Regions from separate parts of the Anser cygnoides genome. Here region 1 is linked to region 2. Evidence: chromatin contacts called from public Hi-C data. All regions are on one chromosome and are shown on one strand. The core of a region is the stretch at or near the end of the contact, and the rest is flanking DNA. Distances in the headings are between cores, read along the strand shown. Region 1 holds the start of BTG2 (BTG anti-proliferation factor 2). Region 2 holds the start of PRICKLE4 (prickle planar cell polarity protein 4).

What was found. Hi-C and Micro-C count contacts between places; a contact is called where the count stands out from the background.
Region 1: a contact with region 2 is called in a Hi-C map of liver, with 5 times the contacts expected there. The contact joins the promoter of BTG2 here to the promoter of PRICKLE4 in region 2. A contact is called at or near these places in 3 of 7 Hi-C or Micro-C datasets (blood and liver).

What each region holds. Positions count from the first base shown.
Region 1 is chr25:3,688,420-3,691,488 of Taihu_goose_T2T_genome, forward strand. BTG2 (BTG anti-proliferation factor 2) reads left to right here and starts at 1,297. Exons shown (of 2, transcript XM_048071182.2): 1 at 1,297-1,657; 2 at 2,730-3,069. The coding sequence starts at 1,495. It overlaps LOC125183606 (a long non-coding RNA gene), which reads right to left and starts at 931. Exons shown (of 2, transcript XR_007165894.2): 1 at 1-931.
Region 2 is chr25:3,529,378-3,532,220 of Taihu_goose_T2T_genome, forward strand. It overlaps PRICKLE4 (prickle planar cell polarity protein 4), which reads left to right and starts at 1,534. Exons shown (of 8, transcript XM_048071186.2): 1 at 1,534-1,670.

The sequences.
Region 1 (3,069 bases), core at 47-2,546, 160 kb after region 2:
CCTGCCTGCCTCGGCTTGCTCGCCCCGCTCCGTGACGGGACACGTCCTGGCGCTGCAGCCACCTCCTCCTGCTCTCCTGGGGCCCTCGCTCCTCGCCTCGAATGCTCCCTGGGCAGGAGGACAAAGGCGGGTGTTGTAGTGTCCCCCTCGCCCCCCGGGGTGATGCTGAGTTCTCCCTGCCTGTTTTGGGGATCTCCGGAAAGGCTTTGGCCTTGCCCAGAGCTGGTGATGAGGGCACAAGGACCCACGATGCGTCTCGGGGGACTTTGGGCGATGGAAACCTGCCTGCGCGCCCCTGGGGAGGTGCAGTGCCCCGTGGCGGGTGGCACCCCCGACCTGACTGAGGGCAAGGGGGCAGAGGGGACAGAGGTGGGGACTGTCACAGCTGGCAGAGCCGTGGTGACCCAGCCCAGAAGTGGCACCAAGAGAGCCCCGGTGCTGAGCCAGGGTCCTGGGGACCACCAGGACCCCTCATGCCAGCCCCGTCCCGTGGTGCCACTGGGCTCCGGGGATCCCTTTGTGGGGGTGACCTGTGCCTGGGGGTCTGTGTCCATGTCCACGAAGGCACCTGATGGTGGGCAGGGGAGGAAGCCTGGCACCGGTGGTCCCACTCCCCCAGGCTGTGGGGCCGGGGTCCCGCACAGCACCCAGCACCCCCGCTCCATGGGGTGCACAGCACCCAAGGGCGCCTGGCACCCAAGGGGAGCTTGGCACCACCTCCCCCAGCACCACGAAGGACACCAGGACCCGGGGTGCCCTCCACCGCTAGGGACAGCCCGGGGGGGGCCCTGCCCGACCCCTTTCTCCCAAGGGACCCCCCAAAAAAACCCTCCTGGTGCCCCGGGGCTGGGAGGGGAGGGGGGCTCTGCTTGGGGCGGGGGGGGGGCGGCGGGGCCCGATCCCGGTCCTGATCCTGATCCCGATCCCGGTCCTGGTCTCGATGGTCCAGATCCCGGTCCTGGTCTTGATCCAGATCCAGATCCAGATCCCGGTCCTGATCCCGATCCCGGTCCCGATCCCGGTCCTGGTCTCGATCCAGATCCAGATCCAGATCCTGGTCTTGATCCAGATCCAGATCCAGATCCCGATCCCGGTCCCGATCCCGGTCCCTTCCCCCCCCCCCCCCCCCCCCCCCCGCTGACTGCCCCCCCCCCCCCCCCCCCCCGTGCTGACGTCACTCCTTCCAGGGCGCTGAGCTCAGGCGCTATTTGCATACCGCCGCCCGCCCCGGCCAATGGCAGCCGCCGCGCCGGTGACGCCTCCCCGCGCCGCTCGCTATAAGCGCGGCGCCGAGCCCGCGGCCCCCGGGAACCGAACCGGGACGAGCGGGGCCGGGACGGGCCGGGAGCAGCCGGGACCCCCGGGCCGAGCCGAGCCGAGCCGGGACCCTCCGAACCGGGGCCGGGCTGAGCAGAGCGGAACCGAGCCGGGACCCCCAAGCCGGGCTGATCTGAGCCGAACCGGGACACCGGACTGCCCCCCCACCGGACAGCCATGAGCCCCCGGCGCTGCCCCCCTCGGCCCGAGATGCGGCCCGAGATGCTGCCCGAGATCGCCGCCGCCGTCGGGTTCGTCTCCGGCCTCCTGCGGACGCGGGGCTGCGTCAGCGAGCAGCAGCTGCAGGTCTTCGGCGGGGCGCTGCGGGAGGCGCTGGCAGGTGAGAGCCCCCCCCGGGGCGATCCGAGCCCCCCCCGGGGCGATCCGAGCCCCCCTCCGGGGCTCTTCTCTTCGGCAGGACCCGGAGCCCCCTCGGGGGTCTTGCCCCGCGGCCGTCGTGTTGCTGCCCCGACCCGGTGTCCTCTCTCCGGGGACGTGTAGGGGCCGGCACCCACCCGTGTTCCTTTGGCTCCCAGCCGTGTGCCCCGTGGTGCTGGGTGCCTGTTTGTGCCCTGCATGGTGCCCGTCCCTGTCCCTTTGGGGGCTGGCACCCATCCATGTACCTTTCCCAGCACCCACCTGTGCCCCCTTGGGTGCTGGGTGTTGTTTGTGCCTTGCCTGGGTGCCCACCCGTGACCCCCTGGGGCTGGCACCCACCCACGTCCCCCACCCGTGTCACTGTGGGGTCCTGGGTGAGCAGCTGCTGCTTCCCCAGAAGTGAGGAGCTGGACCCCAGCTGAGGGTTTGTGTCTCTTCCCCAGGTTGCACCCCATAGCCTTGACTGGGGTGGCCCCAGGCTGGTTTCTGTGCCTTATCCCTATGAGCGGTGCCCCAGCCCTGTGTCGGTGGGGTTTCGGTGCCCCCCACGCCCCCATCCGGTGCCCAGCACTAGCTGGGTGGTGCGGGCGTCCCCTCCCAGCCTAACACAGCCTTTGTGTTATCAGCCCCGAGACGGGATGGTTTGTTCGGTGAGATAAGGGGCAGCGACCTGCCCCTGGAGTCGCAGACAGACCTGGAGGCTGCTCCCTGACCGTGGTGGGGTGGTGCCGCTGATATTGTATATCTCCCCCCCCCACCCCAAGTGGCTGGGGTGAGGTTTTGGGGTCCTGTCTGCAGCCCCCGTGGCACTGTCCTGCTGGGGGTTTTAGGACCTGAAGAGCAACATCCCCGTGCCTGGGAGCAAGCAGCAGCCAACCAGCCAAACTCTGCCCTGGCGTCCCTGATGGAGGCAGCCGAAGGAGGACTCGCTTCCCTCTGCCTTTGTGGGACCCCCATTGGGACTGCAGCGGGACACGGACCTCGCGGCGGCTGCACGCCCGCTCACCGCTCTCCCCCTCTCGCTTCCCTTGCAGAGCACTACAAACACCACTGGTTTCCCGAGAAACCCTTCAAAGGCTCCGGCTACCGCTGCATCCGCATCAACCACAAAATGGACCCCATTATCAGCAAGGCAGCTAGCCAGATCGGACTCAGCCTCCCGCAGCTCTACCAGCTCCTGCCCAGCGAGCTCACGCTCTGGGTGGACCCCTACGAGGTCTCTTACCGCATCGGGGAGGACGGCTCCATCTGTGTCTTGTACGAAGCGACCGCCACGAAACCCGGGAGCTCCTACGGGATGCTCACCTGCAAGAACCAGATGATGTTAGGTCGCACCAGCCCTTCCAAAAACTACATCATGACTGTCTCCAGCTA
Region 2 (2,843 bases), core at 284-2,783:
AGGGGGCAATAGGGGCTTATAGGAGCATAATAGGGGCTTATAGGGGGCAGTAGGGACTTATAGAGGGCAACAGGGTCTTATGGGGGCATAACAGGGGCTTACACAGGAGTAATAGGGGCTTACGGGGAGCAATAGGGGCTTACGGGGGGGTTAATATGGGACATTAGGGCAGGAGAGGGTTCGGGGGGGTCAGTGGGGCAGGGGAGCGCAGGGCAGCACAATGCAGCACGGTTTCACGTCCCCGCAGCACCCCGCACCGTGGCTCTCCCACCAAACCCCCCCGGCTCGGGGCCGGCAGCCCCCCCCCCGTCACAGCCCGCACCCACGGGCACCTCGTGGCGCCCCCAGGGCCGGGGCCTGGCTGGAGCTGGAGCCGAGGCCGCGTCCCCTTGCGCTGCTAACGAGGACTTTGCTCGTTAGCGCGGAGGGCGCAGGCAGGGGCAGCCGCGGGGGCCCCCCCGTGCAAAGTCCACCAACAGGCGCGATAAAGCCGTGACCAGCGTGGCCCCAAACGGCACATCGACCTCCCCGGCACGGAGCTGGGACCTCGCCGGGTGCCCAGGGGGCTGCGAGGCGCCCCCCCAGCCCCATCCCCTTTTTCCCTGCTGCTTTCCCAGCCCCGGGGGACTTCACAGAGACACAAAACCCAAAAACGCTGTGGGACAGCACCAGAACCCCACACCACCACCTCCCTGCGCCCAGCCCGCAGCACCGCCGGCGTGCCGCGGAGCCTGGCCACATCTCCGGACAATTTTCCATCAATTTTCCATCAATTTACTGATTCCCAGCACGGCCCCAAAACGCAGCCCAGCTCCTGGGCCACGGTGCCTGGTCCTGACCCCACAGAGGGGCTGCGGTGCCTGCGCCCACCCCCGGGGTCCCAGGAGCAGGCAGGGAAAGCTCGGGGTGCATGGAAAGGCAGAAGGACAACGAAGAGGCTCAGCCTCATAGACAGGCTGATAAATCTCGCCCCGCTCCTTGCCCGGGTGCCGTGGGTGCAGCCGAAGCCGTGCAAATGGCTTTTGGAGACGTCAGGTGTCCCAGGCCTGAGAAGAAAACTGGGACGTGTCGGCTCGCCTCCGGCTAAGCCCTTTGTGAGAGCCCAGCCAAAGGGTTCCCCCGCCCCGAAATTGGGCTGTCACGCCGCTTCCCCTCTTTCATGAAGCTCCGGCTCTTTCTGATGTAGGCAGGAAAATAAAATCGCCGCGCAGCATAAAAGCCACCCGAACGGCAACCCGGGGTGAACCGAGCCGCGGAGGGAGGGGAGGGCGCGGACGCTCGGAAAATGAGAGGTGGGGAGGAAAACAGATGTCATCTGCAGCTCGCTGCCCTGTAGGGTTAACCTCCCCCCCACCCTCCAAGCCTTTGCTCTTCCCCTCCCCGCCCGCTGCTCTGATTCCCTGCCATTGGCTGCCTCTGTAGGTTTAGGCTAAAAAGCCTGTAATTAGGACCCCAGCTGACACAGATCCAGTTTCCTGGGCAGGCAGATTAAAAAAAAAAAAAAAAAAAGAGAAAGAAAAAAATTAGTTTCCCTCGCTCGGCTTGGATGTTTTCCTTTCGCTTTGCGAAGTTTGCCCAGCCCAGGCTCCCTTCCCTCGCCTGCGTCGGAGCCGCTCGGGTGCTCGGGGCTGGACGGGACGGCGGAGCCCAGCGCGGTGGGGAAGGGGCAGGTAGGTGGGCAGGGGTCCCTCGGGGCGGGGAAGGGGCAGGTGGGGTGGGCAGGGGTCCCTCGGGGTGGTTCTTCCCCATATGGGGGCTGAGGGAGCCGGGGCTGGAGGAGAAAACCCTCGGGAATGAGGGGAAATGGGACGATTTCCCCATCCGGGAATTGTTGCGCGGGGAAAGGCAAGGTGGAAGAGCCGGGAGAGGGAGGGGGATTTTTCGGCTGGTTCCTCTCCGGGAAAAACAGGCGGCGGGCAGCAGAGCGCTCCCTCCGCCCCTGCGGTCTTTGTCTTTGGGGGAAACGGCCCCGGAGAGCGCGCGGCGTCCCTCGAGAGCAGGAGACGGTGGCGATGGAGCCACCAAGGCGCCGCCGTACCCGGGGCTGCAGCCCGCAGGTGCAGGGGGCTGTGGGCTGCCCCCTCCCTCGCCCCGAGGAGCCGCGGGGGGCACGGGCCCTGCCGGCACCAAACCCACCGAGGGTCCCCACAGGGGGGCTTCGATGTCCTCTGACGGGGCTTGGGGGGAGCGGGGTGGTTTGGGGCCGGCGATGGAGCTTTCCGCTGATGGCGCTGGGCTGCGATGGCACCGCCAGGATGAAACCCACTCGGTGCAGGGAGCGCGGTGCCGGGCTCGGTTTGTCCCTGCCGACACAGGAGCGAGTGCGTTGCAGCGGGTTAATGGGTTACTCACTGCTCCCTGCTGAGCCGGGACAGAGAAAAATGCGCTAAGAACCCCCCCTGCAGCACCAGCGCTTCCCCCTGTGAGCAAACAAGCCACCCAGCGGGAGCCCCTCCGGTCACTTGGATGGCACCGCGCCGCATGGCCAGGCAGCAGAGGTCCCTGTGATTTGTGCCACAGCACCTCGGCTGCGCGCTGGCCCTGTCCCTCCGCACCGCTGGCCCTGGGGACAGCCGTGCCAGGCACCCAGGCACCGATCCTGCTTCTGCCATCGCAGGTGACTTTGGGGGACAGGCCCCAGCTCGGGCAGCCCGGCCTCGGTTGCTCTGCAGGACGAGCTGCTCCGGCTCGCCTTGCCAGACCTCAGCTTTATCTCAGCCCCAACGCGTCTCCACGGCTCTCCAGCTTCATTTCCACGCACCTCCGCTGCAGCTGTGTTGACGGGAGCTAAAGCAAAAACAGGTTATGGTGGGGGTGAGGCGCGCGCACGGAGCCGTGCCAGG